Linked DNA regions of Mus musculus: region 2 is linked to region 1. A link is a contact called in public HiChIP or PLAC-seq data. All regions are on one chromosome and are shown on one strand. The core of a region is the stretch at or near the end of the contact, and the rest is flanking DNA. Distances in the headings are between cores, read along the strand shown. Region 1 overlaps Shroom3 (shroom family member 3). Region 2 overlaps Gm36764 (a long non-coding RNA gene).

Region 1 (5,243 bases), core at 1,489-3,988:
TGATCCTTGAAGGTATTGTGAAGAAGGTAAGTGAAAGAAGCCAGCCACCAAAGGCCATGTACTATATGATATAAAATATCCTGACTAGGCAAGGTGATAAAGCAGACTTGAAGGGGCGGAAGAAAAGGCTGGCTTGCTGCTCTTGCAGAGGACCCAGATTTGGTTTCCAGCACCCATGTGGCAGCTTACACCTGCCTGTAACTCTAGTTCCAAGGCATCCAACATCCTCTCCTGACCTCTGAAGGTACCAGCTATGCGTGGTGGTGCACGTGGATTCATGCAGGCACTCACACATAGCCATTAAAATTAAGATCATTTTAAGTAGACTTTTGTGGAGCTGACAGCAGTGGGAAGATGAGCTGGGGGCTTGTGCCTATAGACATGGTGGTTCTAGGGAGAGTGATAAAAATATTCCAAACGGGGCTGGAGAGATGGCTCAGCGGTTAAGTGCACTGACTGCTCTTCCAGAGGTCCTGAGTTCAATTCCCAGCAACTACATGGTGGTCACAACCATCTGTAATGAGATCTGATGCCCTCTTCTGGTGTGTCTGAAGAGAGCGACAGTGTGCTCATATACATTAAATAAATAAATAACTCCTTAAGAAAAAAGGGAGAAAGACAATCACCCTTTAAAAAAATATTCCAAAGTCACTTATGATGGTGTTTGTACAACTCCATGAATAAACTAGAGCCCCAATAGGTTGTGTATTTTACAAGGGTGAGTGACCTTTACAGCATCTAAGTTACATCATAAAGCCAACGTAAGCCAAGATAAGCGGAGGTGGTCAGAGAAACCTTTGATGTTAAGACAGGGACGGCATATTAGTGGTGTGCAGAGTGAGAGCCTGACCTGGAAGTGCATATGGAAGCTACCTAGGCAGGGAGCCCGGGAAGACAGTGTTAGAGGGGTCTATAGGTCATGGGCATCTACAGTGGGAGCAAGAGTCATCCTGGCAGTAAGTCTGCCGGTGATGCAGGAGAGAGAAGTCTCCATGGAATGAGGAGGTGGACCTGAGGGCTTGTGGATACCACAGGAAGCCTTGTGTGTGGGGTTGGGGTGTGGGAGTAGGGCTGGGGAGTGGAACGGAATTCTGATAACAGGAAGTTCAAAGCCAAAGGGTGGTTAGAGGAAGTCTGGAATTTGGGTCTAAAGGACTCAGAGAAATTCTTAAGGACCTGGAGCCTGTGTTTATTTCCTCTGTTCGTTCATCCACACAGTGTGTGTCTGCTCTACCGCTGGCACTGCTGTCTATTTGTGGACTCCTTTCTGTAGATGGTGCTGGGTGTGGTAGAGGGGACTTTGAAGGCCTAGGTGTCCAGAGACTATATAATGACTTCGTTTCCAGTAGTTTTACCAAGACATGTTGCCCTGAAGGTGGCTGGAGGGCTATGCTGATCAGTGTGCAGCTTCCCACCCACCACTAGCCTCCAGTGTTTAATTACACCAGGGAAGTTTCTGCCTCCATTTGTTAAAGGGTTGCCTGTTTAGACTCGAATGGGAAGGCTGTGATGTACTTTGGCTTCAGGTCTAAGTCCAAATTTGAATTTTGGCTCTGCGTATTTATAACTGTCGACTTGGGCGTGGTCTTAATTAGAGTTTCTATTGCTGTTATAAAACAACAGGACCAGAACCACCCTGGAGAGGAAGGGGTTATAATCTTTCATCTAGGGAATCTAAGGCGGGAACTCCAGACAAGGACCTGGAGGCAGGCACCCATGGTTTTTCCTCATGACTTGCTCACCCCACATAGCACCCAGATCCATCAGCCACAGTGAGCTGGACCCTCCCATATAAACCATCAATCATGAATGAAGAGAATGCACTGCAGTCTCCCCCACAGGACAACTGGTAGGGCCATTTTCTCAAATGAGAGTCCTTTTTCCCAAATGACTCTAGCTTGTGCCAAGTTGACATAATTGTAGCCAGCATAGACATCTTATTTAATATTGCTCTCTTAGTGTTACGGTTGACAAAATGTTCGTATATGCTGGTGAGAATGGGTCCTCAGTATCCTAACAGGTGGAAAACACGATGTCTTCTCTTCCTTGCCTCTGTGACTTCTGTTGTTCCACCTGCCTGCACTTCCAGGGTCCATGTCTGATCGGATGCTCTCTCTAGGCATCAGCTAAGTGATTTAGCTGATTTCTGAATTGACGGAGCCACTGTGATCACTAACTTAGCTATACCTTGTAACACTTCTCAGTGGTTTGGGGTGTTTTGTTTGTTTGTTTGTTTGTTTTAAATTGGGCTAGAGGTGTGTGTGGTTCAGTGGTAGAGTCTTTGCCTAGCAAAAACGTAAAAACAAACAAACAAACAAAAAACTTCAAGTGTTTTATAACACATTTCCAATCTTTTACTGCTGGCTACCGAAAAGTATTTGCATTCCTGATTTACAAAGGAAAATTCAAATGACTGAATATTCTTAGTGTTCACTGGGCTGTTTTCCTGCATGCCTTACATGCATTCCTTGACTTAATACTCTTAACAATTCTGTGAAGTATTTCTAGCTTTATCTCATATGAAGGGAACAGGTCAGAGAGCTCAAATAACTTGTTGAAGGTCACATAACTTCTCAGCCTGGGGGAGGATTTGAACGCTACCATCTGGCTGTAAAGTTTAACCACCATATGGCCTCTGAGAGATGGTAAGTAAACAAATCATTGTTGAGAACCACAGAGTGAAGAAACCCTTCTGCTGGTTGGTGCTCCGGTATCTTTCTGGCCTCTGGAATCTCCTACAGCTTGTAAATATTGGAGGCTCACGGTGATGACTAAGAAAATACTATTGTTATCTCTGACAGGCCTGAGGTATCCTTGGGAGTTTTATTGCTGCATTTCCGTGTAGCTCAGCTACTTCTGAGAATTCTTTTGCAGGGACAAAGAGGCCATTTCCTTGGAGACAATGGTATTACTAGGCACCCTTGCCACAAGACATTCCTGTCTGCTACAGGCCAAGTTCCAATATTAATATATATATATATATATATATATATATATTGTTTTGTTTTTTGAGACAGGGTTTCTCTGTATAGCCCTGGCTGTCCTGGAACTCACTTTGTAGACCAGGCTGGCCTCGAACTCAGAGATCCACCTGCCTCTGCCTCCCGAGTGCTGGGATTAAAGGCGTGCACCACCACGCCCGGCTCCAATATTAATATTAATATTAAGCCATGTGTGATGGCACACACCTTTAATCTTAGCACTTAGAGGTAGAGGCAGGCAGATTTCTGTTAGTTCAAGGCCAACCAAGTCTGCAGAGAGCTCTCCAGGGCATCCAAAGCTATGTAGTGAGAGACGCTTACTCAAACAAACAAACAGACCAATATTAATATTAAAAGTAATTCTGTGGCCAGGAATGATGGCACACACCTTTAATCTCAACCATCTACTGGAGAGGCATAGGCAGGTATATATATATCTGTGAGTTTGAAGCCAGCCTTGTGTATATAATAAGTTCCAGGCTAGCCAGGGCTACATAGTGAGGACTTGTCTCAAAACAAAAAGTGGGTTTACTTTTTAATAAATACATGATATATACATATAAAACATATAAAATACATATGCAACTTATATATTTTATTTCCTTCCCAAAGAACCCAGCTCTGTTGATGTGGCTAGTAAGAAATTCTCATCCTTTTGTACTGATTTGTTTTGAGAAGGGGTCTGGTTATATAACCCAGTCTGCCCAGAACTCACTCTGGTTCTGACTGCCTCAAACTCACAGCGTTTCTCTTGCCAGTGTTTCCAGAGTGCTGGGATTACAGGAGTGTATACCATCTGTCTAGCTTCCATGTCATATATTTTATCTATATACATAATAATAGCTGGTCTGTGGTTAGATATATACAGGATAGACTGAAAACATTGTTTACCTTAAATGTAAACACACTAGGGTAATGCAGAAGGTCTCTTTTAGGAACATGGAATAAGACTCCTGGAATTATTTCAGAAATGGTTATAAATAGAAATAAATGCCTTTAGATTTAAAGAACCATTTATCATGGTTTTCTGTCTGAATGAAACAGAAATGGAAGCCTTGTTAGCTTAAACACAGGTTTATGTCTTGCTTCTTCTTTTTGTTTTCATGTTGCCTGTATGTGGTATGTATACATGTGTGTATGTTCACATATATGTGGTAACATATGTGTATATAGGTACATGTACATACACACATCTCACACACACACACACACACACACACACACACACACACACACACCGGGAAGTCATGTGGGTGCTGGGATCTGAACCTGGGTTCTCATGCCTTTACAACAAGCACCTCCCCAACTCCTGTTCCTTGCTCATTCTTTATGTCCATAGCATGTCTGCAGGACAGCAGCTCACCTAGCTACTCAGCCCTAAGTGACAGAGTGACTAGCCCCTACTGTCTATTCCAACATTGTCAGTCACTGTGCCCAAGGAAAGAACACCTGGAGAAGTAGAGGCAACATGGTTTCCTGTAAAAAAAAAACAAAAAACCAGAAATGGCTTCCTTGTCCCATACTACTGTCCAGCTTCTAGTCTCAGACTGTGGCCAAGGTGGGAAGCTGGGAACTATTTTTTTTTTTTTTTAAGTATTAAGGATTGAATTCAGGGCCCCGTGAATGCTTATGTAAGCACTCTGTCACTGACCTATGACTCCAGCTTTTTAATAGTTATTTATTTTAAGACAGAGTCTCACTAAGTGGCCCAGCCTAGCCTTGAACTTGCAGTCTTCCTACCTTTGCTTACAGAGTAGCTGGCATCCTGTGCCATCAGACCCACCCTTAAGAATTTTCAGTGAACAGTATTAATGACACCACTAGGTTCATCAGACATCTAGTTTGTTTGTTTGTTTGTTTTTAAAGTAAAGTTTATTCTTTTTTTAAAAAGATTTATTTATTTATTTATTTATTTATTTATTTATTTATTTATTATATGTAAGTACACTGTAGTTTTAGACACACCAGAAGAGGGCATCAGATCTCCTTACGGATGGTTGTGAGCCACCATGTGGTTGCTGGGATTTGAACTCAGGACCTTCAAAAGAGCAGTCAGGTGCTCCTACCCACTGAGCCATCTCACCAGCCCTGTTTGTTTGTTGTTAAGGTTTATTATGTATACAGTGTTCTGCTTACATGTATGCCTGCAGGTCAGAAGAAGGGACCAGATCTCATTATAGATGGTTATGAGTCACCATGTAGTTTCTGGGAATTGAACTCGGGACTTCTAGAAGAGCAGCCGGTGTGCTTAACCGTTGAGCC
Region 2 (5,097 bases), core at 1,731-4,230, 230 kb after region 1:
AGAAGTTTGCAGGTCAAATGGCTTAGCTTTTCTGAGTTTGTCCTTGATCTCACTGAGGCTCCATCACAGCTGGCAGACCAGTTGAGGGCCTCACCCACATTGCTGCTGGTTCTGCTGGCTGTCAGCTAGGCAGTGAGACCTCAGGGCAAGGCTTCCCTCCTTGTCAGCAGAGTTGTTCAAGCTCAGTGAACAAGGTCAAGGCTTCCCAAGAAAAAGAGCAAGCAAGCAGGGATGTGTGTCAGGCGCTTTTGAGGTCTGTGTCACATCTTCTGCTCACATCATCAGTCACAGCAAGTCACAAGGGCTGGATATGGTCACACACAGCCATAGTCCCAGCCCTGAGGCTAAGGCAAGAGGACTGGAAATCTAAGGACAGCCTTACTACTACATAGTGGGTTCAAGGCCAGCCTGGACCAAATAGTAAGACTCTGTCTAAAAACAAGACAACGATAAAACAAAAACCAAACACACACACACATACACACACACACACACACACACACACATATTTTAAAGGCTCTAAAACAAAAACCAAAGCAAGTCACAAAACTGGTTTAGATCTCTGAGATGGAAAAATAGATTCTACCCTGCCACAGGAAAAGGTGCCAAGTCACACAGGAAGAGCAGGCAAGCGAATGGGAAACCAAGGGTCATTTCACAAATCCTAACCTCCTACTCTTCTGCGTCCTGGTACTGCTACCCTCAACATTTGCTGAGCTGGTTAACAATCTCTGAGGCCAGGCACAATTCACTTTTATCATCCACCTCTGATGATTACACCTTAATTACACCTCTGAGCTTCAGTCAAAAGCAGCTTCTCATTAGTAGGAAGTGGCTATGGGGGAATGGGCTGACATCTGTCAACTCCAGTGGCTGTCAAAACTGAAAAAATTAACTTTATATCACTCAGAACACATAAAGCGACAGCTATCCTCACTACATAACTCATTCTGTGTTCTATGATGTCTGGGATACAATTTTTAAAAATTATTTATTTATTTTATGTATATGAGTACACTGTAGCTGTCTCCAGACACACCAGAAGAGGGCATCGGATACCATTACAGATGATTGTGAGCCACTATGTGGTTACTAGGAATTGAACTTGGGACCTCTGGAAGAGCAGCCAGTGCTTTTATTTATTTATTTATTTATTTATTTTAAGATTTATTTATTATTTATATGTAAGTACACTGTACCTGTCTTCAGACACACCAGTAGAGGGCGTCAGATGTCATTACTGATGGTTATGAGCCACCATGTGGTTGCTGGGATTTGAACTCAGAACCTTCAGAAGAACAGTCAGTGCTCTTAACCACTGAGCCATCTCTCCAGCCTTCAGCCAGTGCTCTTAAGCATTGAGCCAACTTTTTAGCCCCCGAGATACAATTTTTAAGAGAAGTTGTGTTTGGCAATTTCCCTTCACTGTGACAAAATACTCCAGGCCAATCAGGTTTAAAAAAACAATAACAAAAACAAAACAAACAAACAAACAAACAAACAGACTCAGTCCCTAAAAACACAAGGGAAACAGCAGGAAAGAAAAGCTCATTTGGGTTTACAATTTGGGAATTCTAGTACACAGTCGGTTGGCCTGTTGCCTGTTGTAAGACAGAGCATCTTGGTGTAGGCCTGTGGGGGATGCAGCTCACATCTTAGCAGCCAGGAAGCAAAGAAAGAGACAGGAGGTGGCGGGACATACCTCCATGCCTTCCCATGAGGCCTTGACTCCTAAAGAGCCCATCATTGCATGACAGCCTCCAAGATCCCAGCTACAGCCAGGTCCCACTGAATTACCTCAGCGCTCAAAACCAAGCCAGAGTCTGGAGTTTAACAGTACAACCACCCCCTGGGGCCAGCGACTCCGTTTGCTGACGTGAGTTGGTTTGTTAATGAGGTACTGGAGGTTGAACCCACAGACTGCGTGTGCTAAGCATGCTCTCCACTCAGCAGCACGTCCAACCCTCAATTTTGTTCCTAACTGATGTGTACCTACTTGTAGGCCACAGATCTTGACACCTGCTTATAGTTTCCAGAACGGATTCTCCCATCTGCTTGAAGGCTACACCCATCGATACATGCTTTACCCTCCCCAGTTTGACGCTAGCCCCTGAGGATCACTATACTGTTCTGAACTGCAACAAGGTCAGAGTTTTTATAGTCTACAGATGAGTGTCATCATCAGGCAACCCTTGCCCGTCGGTGTCTGGCTGATTCCACTTATCATAACTTCTCAACCTATGCTGATGGAAATGACAAGATCCTATTATTTTTATGGCCGAGTCTTATCCCATTGTACATAGATGGCTCACACACTTCATCCAGGCACTGGAAACACCACTCTTCTATGCAAAAACAATAGCAGGTTCAAAGGGCCTGAACCTGAAGCTTGGAGGACCAAGTGGCTAACAGGGCTGGAGCCTTCCGCTGGGAGCCTGTCAGGAAGGCGCCTGTCAGGAAGGCCGGTGAGAACAACTCTTTCAGCAGGAGTTTCTGGTGTTTTCCAAGCAGGGAAATGACATGACTGGATTACATTTCCAAAACAGCTTCTCCGGACTTCATGGACAGTCCAAGATGATTCCAGAACTGTTTTTTTCCCCCAAATCTAAAACAAGCCTGGAGTACTTTAAAGACCTTCTTAAGATGTTGCTCTGGGGCTATCTCATGTTCCTCCCCAGGGCTCCTCTGGAAAGCAGAGCCCAGTGCAAATGGATTTGGAAAAGCCTCCTTCCGTCAGCTCCTGTGTTCATACCATCCCTTGAGCACTAAGGGCCCACACATGTGCAGGCCACACTGCCCTCCAGTCAGCCTGTTTACTCAGGGATGGTTTTGTTCTTCCAGCTTGCATACCTTGCAACAGCCTGTGCAACTTGCGCAGCCCTTTAAGTCTTGGAAGCAGCCCTCATCTCCCAAGGAGAGTCTCTCCATCTCTGCTGGATATCTCCAATGCCTGCTGTGCAGGCTGTCTCATGTGGTTGGTTACACACTAGGAAGCAAGACTAGAAGGCTGTGCAGCAGAGGCCAGCCGAGTTCCCAGAGCCTGGGCCTGCTAGGCTTATCCCCAAGAGATGAATTCCAGATGCTTTTCTTCCAGAGTCCTCCTCCTCTCCCCTCCCCATTTCCTGTTGGGGCCCCCTCTCCCTGCAGCTCTCTCTCTCCAACCCCCAAGCCAAGCAAGACTTAAAGTGGAAGACATCACTGTCACGTAGGAGAGTCGCTCCTCTGCAGGAAGCAGACTACAGGATGTGTCACCTCCTCTGGGATGCCTGGAGTAAACCACACAGTCCAGAGTTGCTCTGACCAGTTAATCCTGATGCCCCTTTCTGTCCCTCACTTCCTTTTCCCACAGGAGTGAATGGCCTGAGGCTTTCCCCTTATTTCCTTGGTAGTTTTTCAGACACTTTTGAAGCCTGTAAATAAACATGCTTTTGCAGAGGGGGTGGGAAGGGGCAGGAGGGGAAAGAGTGGGCATGTTGACATGGGAGGGGCAGCAAGGATGAGATGACAGTGTTGGCTGGAGGTCCATGCCTTTAATCCTAGCACTTGGGAGGCAGAGGCAGGTGGATCAGGAAAGAAAGAAATGCTAGGAGATAGTGAGCCACACCTCAAGCCTGTTTCTGTCTCTTTCCTTCTGCACTGTGCGGATTAAAGTTGTCTATTTCCACCCCTCATGGGCTAGTAACTCATCTGAAAAATATTTATTTCCACTTCTCAAATGGGGACTTCCCCCCCTTTTTGAGGTACTGGGGAGCTACCCTGGGGCTTTGTGCTTGTTTAGGAAGCACTCTGTCGTTAATTATAACAAAAGTAGAGTAGGTTATAGAACTCAAGTTGACCCTCAGTTCAGATCCCCCACCCCCACCCCTCTTCAATCTTCAGAAGGCTGGCTGATGTTACAGGCACGGGGCACCATGCCTTGTCCGAATGAGACTGCTAATGCACTCCTTATGTACCCTAGTAAGTCTTAATAAATGATAGCGTTAGTCCTTCCATTCCCTGTCTGCTCTGGGTACTCCATGTGCCTGGCCCCTCCCTTGGGTTTCCCAGGCCACCCTGAGATTGTCCCAAGTTCCCAGGCAAGTAATGCCAGCGTTGCCTCCCTGACCTGGGTAGGGGCCACTTATTATTTTATTTATTTTTAATTTATAATTTATTCAAATTGGATTGCCTTGGTGACCTCCCAAACCTGATAATTGGCATCACCCCACTCTCAGATATTGCTCCAACCTCAGGACTTGAAGAAGCTAATGTCGGGCACGGGGAGAGCTGCTCTCCTCTGGCTAAGGGCAGAGGTTTTATTCCAGAGGAACTGAGTCACTTAGCCAAAGACTCAGCTTCCTTCTGTTTTCTCTATTCCTTTTCCCTTCCCTGACCTTTAACCCATCTTTGAAAGCCAGTGTGTGTGTGTGTGTGTGTGTGTGTGTGTGTGTGTGTGTGTACAACTGTGTGTGTGCATACAAACTTGGGTTTGTGTAGGGTGTGTGTGTGTGTGTGTGTGTGTGTGTGTGTGTGTGAGAGAGAGAGAGAGAGAGAGAGAGAGAGAGAGAGAGACGGAGAGGGAGAGGGAGAGAGAGACAGAATGTGCATGTATGTGTAACACAGGGGTTTAACCATCTCTGACCTAGGGCTCAGACTCAGTTGTCCCTCTCCTCCTGCCTGTGTCTCCTTGCTTTGTTGTCCTGACTGAGGAAGGTGTCCAGAACAAAGTCAGGCCTAAGGACTGGGGAACCTCCTCTCACCTGACCAGACTCTGACCCACCTACCTCAGCTGGAATGAAGAGTGCCCCTCATCCAGTCATATGGTTCCCACTTACTCCAGCCCCCACTTAAGACTCTGACCCAGCCTCAGCAATTAACACTTGGGGCTTGGCTCAGGGGAACAAGCATTTGCTGAAACTTGAAAAACAAAACAAACAAACAAAAAGAATGGGAAAATTGTACCTGGTACATTTTTTTAAGGAAAAAAAATAAAGAATAAATTCTTGTTTTGAACTTGAAAAAATGATAGCGTTATTATAATTATTATTCTCCCAGATTGTCAAAATAGGGATTGGTAAGTACTCTCTAAGAAAAGCCATAGATATGGAACAGATTCAA

What was found. HiChIP or PLAC-seq counts read pairs in DNA pulled down with a chosen protein or histone mark.
Region 2: an HNF4G HiChIP or PLAC-seq map of pancreatic cancer cells shows a contact between it and region 1. The contact joins two enhancer-like sites. A contact is called at or near these places in 1 of 15 datasets of contacts at CTCF or cohesin (large pre-B cells) and 5 of 115 datasets of contacts at active chromatin or transcription factors (embryonic stem cells, pancreatic cancer cells and stem cell-derived neural progenitor cells).

What each region holds. Positions count from the first base shown.
Region 1 is chr5:92,761,068-92,766,310 of GRCm38.p6, forward strand. All of the region lies in intron 1 of Shroom3 (shroom family member 3), which reads left to right. Among named protein-coding and RNA genes, the nearest start is that of Mir1961, 25 kb to the right of the region's middle. Within about 2 kb of position 2,739, at least 65 of the 459 cell types and tissues checked have an H3K27ac peak or open chromatin away from gene starts, as enhancers often do. A contact at or near this core is called in pancreatic cancer cells, where this site is marked.
Region 2 is chr5:92,994,786-92,999,882 of GRCm38.p6, forward strand. The region is part of intron 1 of Gm36764 (a long non-coding RNA gene); the gene reads right to left. Among named protein-coding and RNA genes, the nearest start is that of Gm36764, 12 kb to the right of the region's middle. RefSeq lists an enhancer at 2,482-3,509. Within about 2 kb of position 2,981, at least 106 of the 459 cell types and tissues checked have an H3K27ac peak or open chromatin away from gene starts, as enhancers often do. A contact at or near this core is called in pancreatic cancer cells, where this site is marked.